2 separate regions of the Macaca mulatta genome follow, and region 2 is linked to region 1. The links are chromatin contacts, called in public Hi-C maps. All regions are on one chromosome and are shown on one strand. Each heading gives the region's core, a stretch centred on a gene start, on an enhancer-like site or on the middle of the called end of the contact. The rest is flanking DNA. Distances are from core to core; before and after follow the strand shown. Region 1 overlaps LOC114676301. Region 2 has its middle 520 kb from the start of SOX2.

The links. A called contact is a pair of places that touch in the nucleus more often than the background predicts.
Region 2: a Hi-C map of fetal cortex germinal zone shows a contact between it and region 1, with 4 times the contacts expected there. The contact joins two enhancer-like sites. A contact is called at or near these places in 2 of 14 Hi-C or Micro-C datasets (fetal cortex germinal zone and fetal cortical plate).

The regions. Positions count from the first base shown.
Region 1 is chr2:93,829,374-93,832,640 of T2T-MMU8v2.0, forward strand. All of the region lies in intron 7 of LOC114676301, which reads left to right. Among named protein-coding and RNA genes, the nearest start is that of SOX2, 15 kb to the left of the region's middle. Within about 2 kb of position 1,733, at least 8 of the 40 cell types and tissues checked have an H3K27ac peak or open chromatin away from gene starts, as enhancers often do. A contact at or near this core is called in fetal cortex germinal zone, where this site is marked.
Region 2 is chr2:94,336,637-94,339,634 of T2T-MMU8v2.0, forward strand. No RefSeq gene overlaps it. Among named protein-coding and RNA genes, the nearest start is that of SOX2, 520 kb to the left of the region's middle. Within about 2 kb of position 1,560, at least 16 of the 40 cell types and tissues checked have an H3K27ac peak or open chromatin away from gene starts, as enhancers often do. A contact at or near this core is called in fetal cortex germinal zone, where this site is marked.

The DNA.
Region 1 (3,267 bases), core at 483-2,982:
CATTTGCCCCAAAAGCCCCAATTCTAACGGTCTCTATCGCGGCTTTTGCGGTCACTGGAGGACCGCTGTCTCTGGGGTCTGCAGACATCGGAGTCCTTTGCAAATGAAGAGCCCCCACCATTTGGAATTCGGGTCAAGGAGAAAGACTCTGAGCCTGCAGCAGTTTTTGTTTTTGCGTGTGCCCGCCTCTCCATTTTATTCAACTTCTTCTGCCTGTCGGGAAGCAGAACAATCGCTCCCCACCCACCCCCCTCCGCCACGTTTCTAAGATAAACAGGAGGTGCAAAATGCTTTGCCTGCACACGCGCCCTCGTGGCCCAGTCTTCCTGCCACCCCCAGCGCACCGGGCCATGCAGCTGTCTCCCAACCAGACCTGGGAGAAGACATCCCCCCTTCTCTCTTCCCACCTGCATTTAAAAACCATCGCATTGACTGCTCTAGAGTCAGGTTCACAGTTTCGGCCCTCCATGCCACCTTCCAGTTTCTTCCCAGTCCACTCTCTCTCTTTCCCAGGACCTAAAAAGTGACGGGGAGAGAGTGAAGAATTGGAGAAAGCAGCAGATTTTCAAAACGTATCCCCCCGCCCCCACCCCCCACCCCCATCTTTTAAAGTAGTATGTTGCCACAAGGAGTGGATTTGGGAAACTTTCCCTAACAGGAGTTGGGCGCAGTGTTATTCTTCTCCATGGGTCTGCTGGCCTCCCCGCCCCCGCTGGACAATGCGTGCTTTGAGACTCGGTGGCCTGCAGGCAGCGGGAGACGAGGGGACTGGGCAGCCTTCCTCCAAGGGGCCCGCAGCTGGGAGAGCGCCAGGCAGGGAGCAGAGACAGGGAGACGAGCCACGCAGGAAGGAAAACCATGAAAGTGCCATTTTTTCCCTCAGCCTACACAGAGGCAGGCTTTGAGGACCTAGGGGCAGGGCAGTTGGGGCGGGGGTTGGGGGGCGGCGTTGAGAGGTTTTGCGTGTTCTTTTAGCCCCTTTCCCCCAACTGAAACATTTTATTTTGGCACATAATTATGCACCCTAGGTTCTCCAACCTCCTTGCCCTCAATCTTGGTAACCTGGTCTTTGGTTAATAATATCACAACTCGGGGCTTTAACGCTCAGACCCGCTCCAGGCCCCAGCCTCCGTATTCTCGGAGCCCTCCACCACTGATACCTCTCACGGAGTGCGGCGCCCCAGGAAAAGGCTCTTGGCCAGGGCCTCTGGGACATTACTTTCTAGTTTGTTTTGTTTGTTGTTTTTCTCCCAAAGAGACCACCACCACCCTCATCCTCTATCAGGCAGCATTTAAGAGAGGACCTCTGAGATCGGCAGAAGCCCTCAGACGGTTGCCATATTGGTGGAAGCGTTTGTCTGATGTTTTAAAACGTATACCAAACGGGGCGTCAGGGCCACGTGCTGTGCCTTCGAAAAGCCGCCGCGGGCCCTGCCTTTCAGAGCTGCGGAAGCAGGGGCTGGCTTGGAGGGGGCGCTGAAACCACCGGCAGGCGTCAGGGGCCAGCGCTGAGCTGCAAATCTGGCCGCAGCGCTGAGTGAAGCGAATTATCTGGAGCGTGTTTGATCTGGGACTGCGTAGTCAGCTTCTGCTTTATTTGTTTGTTTGTAATCTCATATTTAGCAAGCCGGGACGGTGGCAGCAAGGGAGAAAGGACGGGATGGAGGAGGGGGCTTCGCTGTAACCACACCCCTTCCTAATGAGTTAATTTCCATACTTGCGCCTCCCGCATCTAGCGCCCTCTTTTTTTTTTTTTTTCTTCCTGACGCCACTGTGCTGTTGCGTCTTGCGCAGCGCAGACACCTCCACTCTGGATTGAAACGAAAAAGCTCGCGGTAAGAGCAGAAAATTGGTCTATTGATACATTCGCTCCGAGTGTTGATCTTGGCATCACCGGTAGCCGGTTAATTCCCCCACCCCGCCCCCGCCAGTGGGTCGCACGCGGATTGCCGAGGGCTTGTGGGCACTCAGGCAGACGCAGACAGAAACCCACATCGACTCCCGCCTTTCCCCGCCTCCAGCTGTCAGAGACCCTCAAGTCCCTTTCTTTTTTACCCAACTCCGGATTATTTTCCCCCTCAAGGTGAGGGCAGTGAGAGCAGTGAGGGCACAGTCCGCACAAAAAGGGAGAAAAAAATCGCAAACGAACGAACCAAAAGTGAAAGTTTCAAACTAGATACCAGACCTGATGAAGAAATATGTAATCTCGAACTCGAGGGAAGGTGCTGACCCGAGTGCGTACTTAAGAGAGGGAAGGAGGGAAACTGAGGTGGTGAGATTATGTCCACAGTACGGGTCGGTTAAAAGTTGTAGTAAAGAAGTTTTGGGAGGGCCCTCACTAGAAACTCAAGGCGGGTTTCAGCTGATTTAACCTGGTTTCCTACACATTTTTGCGGTGATTCTGCTCTGGAAATTGGCGAAAGAGACAGACCTTTACAATTGCTCACCGCTCCCTGCCCCCACCATCCTGCTTACTTCGCGAAGCGCATTAGGATGTGGGCTCTGGCTTGGGCTCCAAAATAGCTTGCTTGTCAATTGCGAGCTGTAGCAATATCAAAGTGAACTGTCCCAAGTAACTCTTGTCTAGAAGCTGGGAAGAAGCTTAAGCAGCTCGCTTTAATGATGATTTGTAGCTCGGCGAGGGGCACGGACAGCAAACACCCCGCAGGTGTGTGCCGTAACACCATCATCCGGACTTGAATGTAGATTACTCTGGCGATCGTTTGATCGGCTCTTTGAAACCCTTTACAATTGCCTGTGACGAACGGCCAGTCTCAGTTTTTCTCTGAATAATCCCTGAGGGTAAGTCCTCCAGGCTTTTAAAGAGCTCTAGTATTTTTTTTTTTTTTTAAAGAATAAAAAGAAAAACGTTCGATTTTAGTTTAGACCTCGTCAACTTTTAGTCGCTAACAGGCATCACTCAAGCCAGTCAATACTTAATGACCGTTAGTTACCTTTACTGTCTTCCTAGAAACCATATACATATGTGTATATATGTATGGATGTGTTTGTATGTACCTACATACATACATTGTGTTTATTAAAAGGAGAACAATGTTATTAATTTCGTTTTCTTTAGTTTCACACCTCCTTTTCTGTTTATAGAGGTGTGCATGGGTGTTTATTAAAAACTTGCATTATTATTAGTAATGCCATTGTTAATCTTGTCTTAATGCCTTCTCTGTTCTCTCTGAATTATACCTATTCAGTGGGAGTTAACTTAAAGGTTAAAGCTTTACATAGTAAAACTAGAGTTTAACCCCCTTC
Region 2 (2,998 bases), core at 310-2,809, 510 kb after region 1:
ATGGAAAGAAAAATGAAGCTTAAATGCTCATCTGAAAACATTCTTTGTTTGCATGTAGGGATGTGCAGTATGAAACTGTCTCTCTCAGCTCAGCCACTTAATAACTAAGTAAGGACTAAGGTAGCAGGTAATAGATCTTGTAAGTACAGAAAATGGAGGGAGTTGTGGGAGTGAGTGTGGGGAGAAATCCAAAAAGCGTTTTGGAAAAGCAGTAACTTTGTACACACTTTTAATCATTGCTGAGAAAAGGGTAAAGAACTTTTGTTAGCCTTATATAAGTTCAACAACAAGAGAGTAAAGGTTAAGAATCCTACTTTCAGTTCTAGTGTGGAATTAGAAGTCCATTTGCCCATCAATACACAGGGGATTTGCACATGAGAATGAATGGGAGTTACATGATCAAATCCTTCAGAGATCTGTGAGAAAATAAACTCTAACAAGAATATTTGAACTATCTTTTATAACAGATGGATCATCATAATAGACATGCATATAGGAATTTTAATATTTCAAGAGTAATGTATAAGTACATGTCTGAATATATAGATGTGTATTTATACCTCTATAAAATATACGATATATTTGAAATCTGCATGTATCTATGTGATTATGCACTAATTCTAGTCAGTAAAACAGCTCATTAAGTGCTCCTAGTATTTTGTGTGTGTGTGTGTGCTGTTTTGAGGACATGATTACAGCATATAAGATTTAATTTAAACAATTGAGATAATACTATGGAAAAACTCAAATGCACTTCATATAAATTTTTCTTTTGCTTTCTTTTTTCTCCCTGTTTTTTTTTTTTTTTTGGTAGACTCAACCATAAACACACAAAAATATGTTCATTACAATTTTTCTCAGAGGAGCCTTTTCAACAATAGATAAAGCATCTCTATTTTTCTTTAAAAAGGCCAAAAGAAGCAAATTTTCCCTTTTCCCTTACAAGCAACATTGTGGATTTTCACATGCAGATTTTAGCATAAAACATCTTCTCACTGTGGGAAAAGTGGTGCATTCTAGTACAAATTAAGATAGATAATTCTTATACTAATATGCATATTATAATATTAAAACATATACGGAGGTGGATGGAAGGCTAGTGTTTATTAGACTATTTCAGTTCTTCATAATCTGTTTGCTTACTCCTATAGCAACTTGTTGATAATAGGAAGTCTTTTGTGAGAAACGGCATGAAAAACAATAAAAAGCATCAGATTTAATAAAGTATCTAAGGAAAGTCTTAAAATGACACCCACACTATGAAGGGAAAGCCAAATTTGCTTTTTCTGAGGGGAATTTGTGTTCGTCAGGAAGGGTTCCTGGAGGCTTTGTTTTGAGGCCTTGATGTGTGACCAGTGCGCTACGGGCCGCCCTTCACCCTTGCCCTTCTTCTACCACGGCTCTGCCCACCCATACTGACACCGCAGGGGGAAGGGTTTCAGAGCAGAAAGAATCAAAAGCTGAGGGACGGGGGAAAAAAAGTGCTTTTCAGGGTCTGATGTGTGGGAATCAAATGAGAGGCCTAGCTCAAATCCGGTCGCCAGGCAACCAAAGTGATATGCTGAGGGAATATCATTAAAGTTGGAAAGTAAGCAGTCTCTCTGAATTAGTAAACCAACCACAGGATCGACGATGCACCGAACTCTCTCAGTGCTGGAGTGCAATTTCTCCAAGGCGGACAAGCGGGGGGCTTTGCTAAGTGTAAGGGGGAAAGGAGAGGGAGAGGGAGTGAGAGAACGCAGCTGATTTGTAGAGTTTTTTCATAAAAAAAGACAATGGCTGTCCAGACATGGAGTTGGTGGTGAAATATGGTAACTGCCACGGCTGCAGCTGGCTCTCTGACACAAGATTAATAAGTTGCCGTTTCCTAGCCGACCAGAACCTAGTGGGAACTATCCAGCATTTTATCTTGAATTGTGGGTAACAGCCTTACTGCAAGCTGGCCTAGTTTACTGCTCTGTTTTTTCCACATCTCCCAAAGTGCAGCAAACATCTGTGACTCTAATGAGGTCATCATTGAGGGTGTCCAGCGAGCTGGGCCCTGAGAACTGACCTCACCTCTGCCTGAACATAAAGTACAAGTGCTGTGGGGAAGCAGGACAAATTAAATGGGGGAGCTGGCACTTGGCTGTGAGTTAAGCTCTTAAGAAACTTTTTGCTGTGATTAAAAAAGAGAGGGAGAGAGAGGGAGAAAGAGAGAGGGAGAGATTGAGGTTCAGAAATGACAGTACAACAAAGCAGTAGCAAGCCTACAGAATTACATTTAGGCCTCACTGATGAATATTATCACTGACATGAACAAGCAAAGCTTATCTAGGCCTTCCTTCTTGAAAGGCTGAATAAAATTGAATTGCCAACTTCTGCATTTTACCACATTTTGGTGGAAATGTCTCAGAGACCTACATGATTTAAAAGGAAACCTGGGTGAATTCAACCACAAAGTGTATATATATGTTTCTGACAGCAAAATTTCAAGCATTATAAACCATGTCATATCATTTATAAGTAATTTGATTACAGACACAGAAAACAAATCAAACTTCTCCAGATAGGTCTGTTTTTGCCCTGCAGTTATTCCAACAGAGGAATGGTTTTTATAAATAACATGACCAGGCAAACATGCAAACACAACCCAAAACTGCATTCAAACCAGTGAACTATAATAATTTTGTTTAGTCATCAGAGGAAAGAACATTGAAGACATGACTCTACCCACTGCTTTCTTAAAACAGTCCATTTCAATGGAGTGAGAAATGTAAGCTTTCAAAAGGAAGAAAAATGTTTTAAGTTTGGAAGAAAAAAAGCATATTTCTGAAAGTTTTCTCTATCATTTAATATATAAGTGTATCGGCCACATGTTGAATATGTATTGTTCATTTTAGCTACATCTGTTCTCAGTGAGAACAGTCATTCTTGATTCCTAAAAAAGAATGGCTATGTGGATAGAGTCCAGAAGGAGAAAAAAAGATGGAGGTCATCTTCAAAACTATCTAGAAAC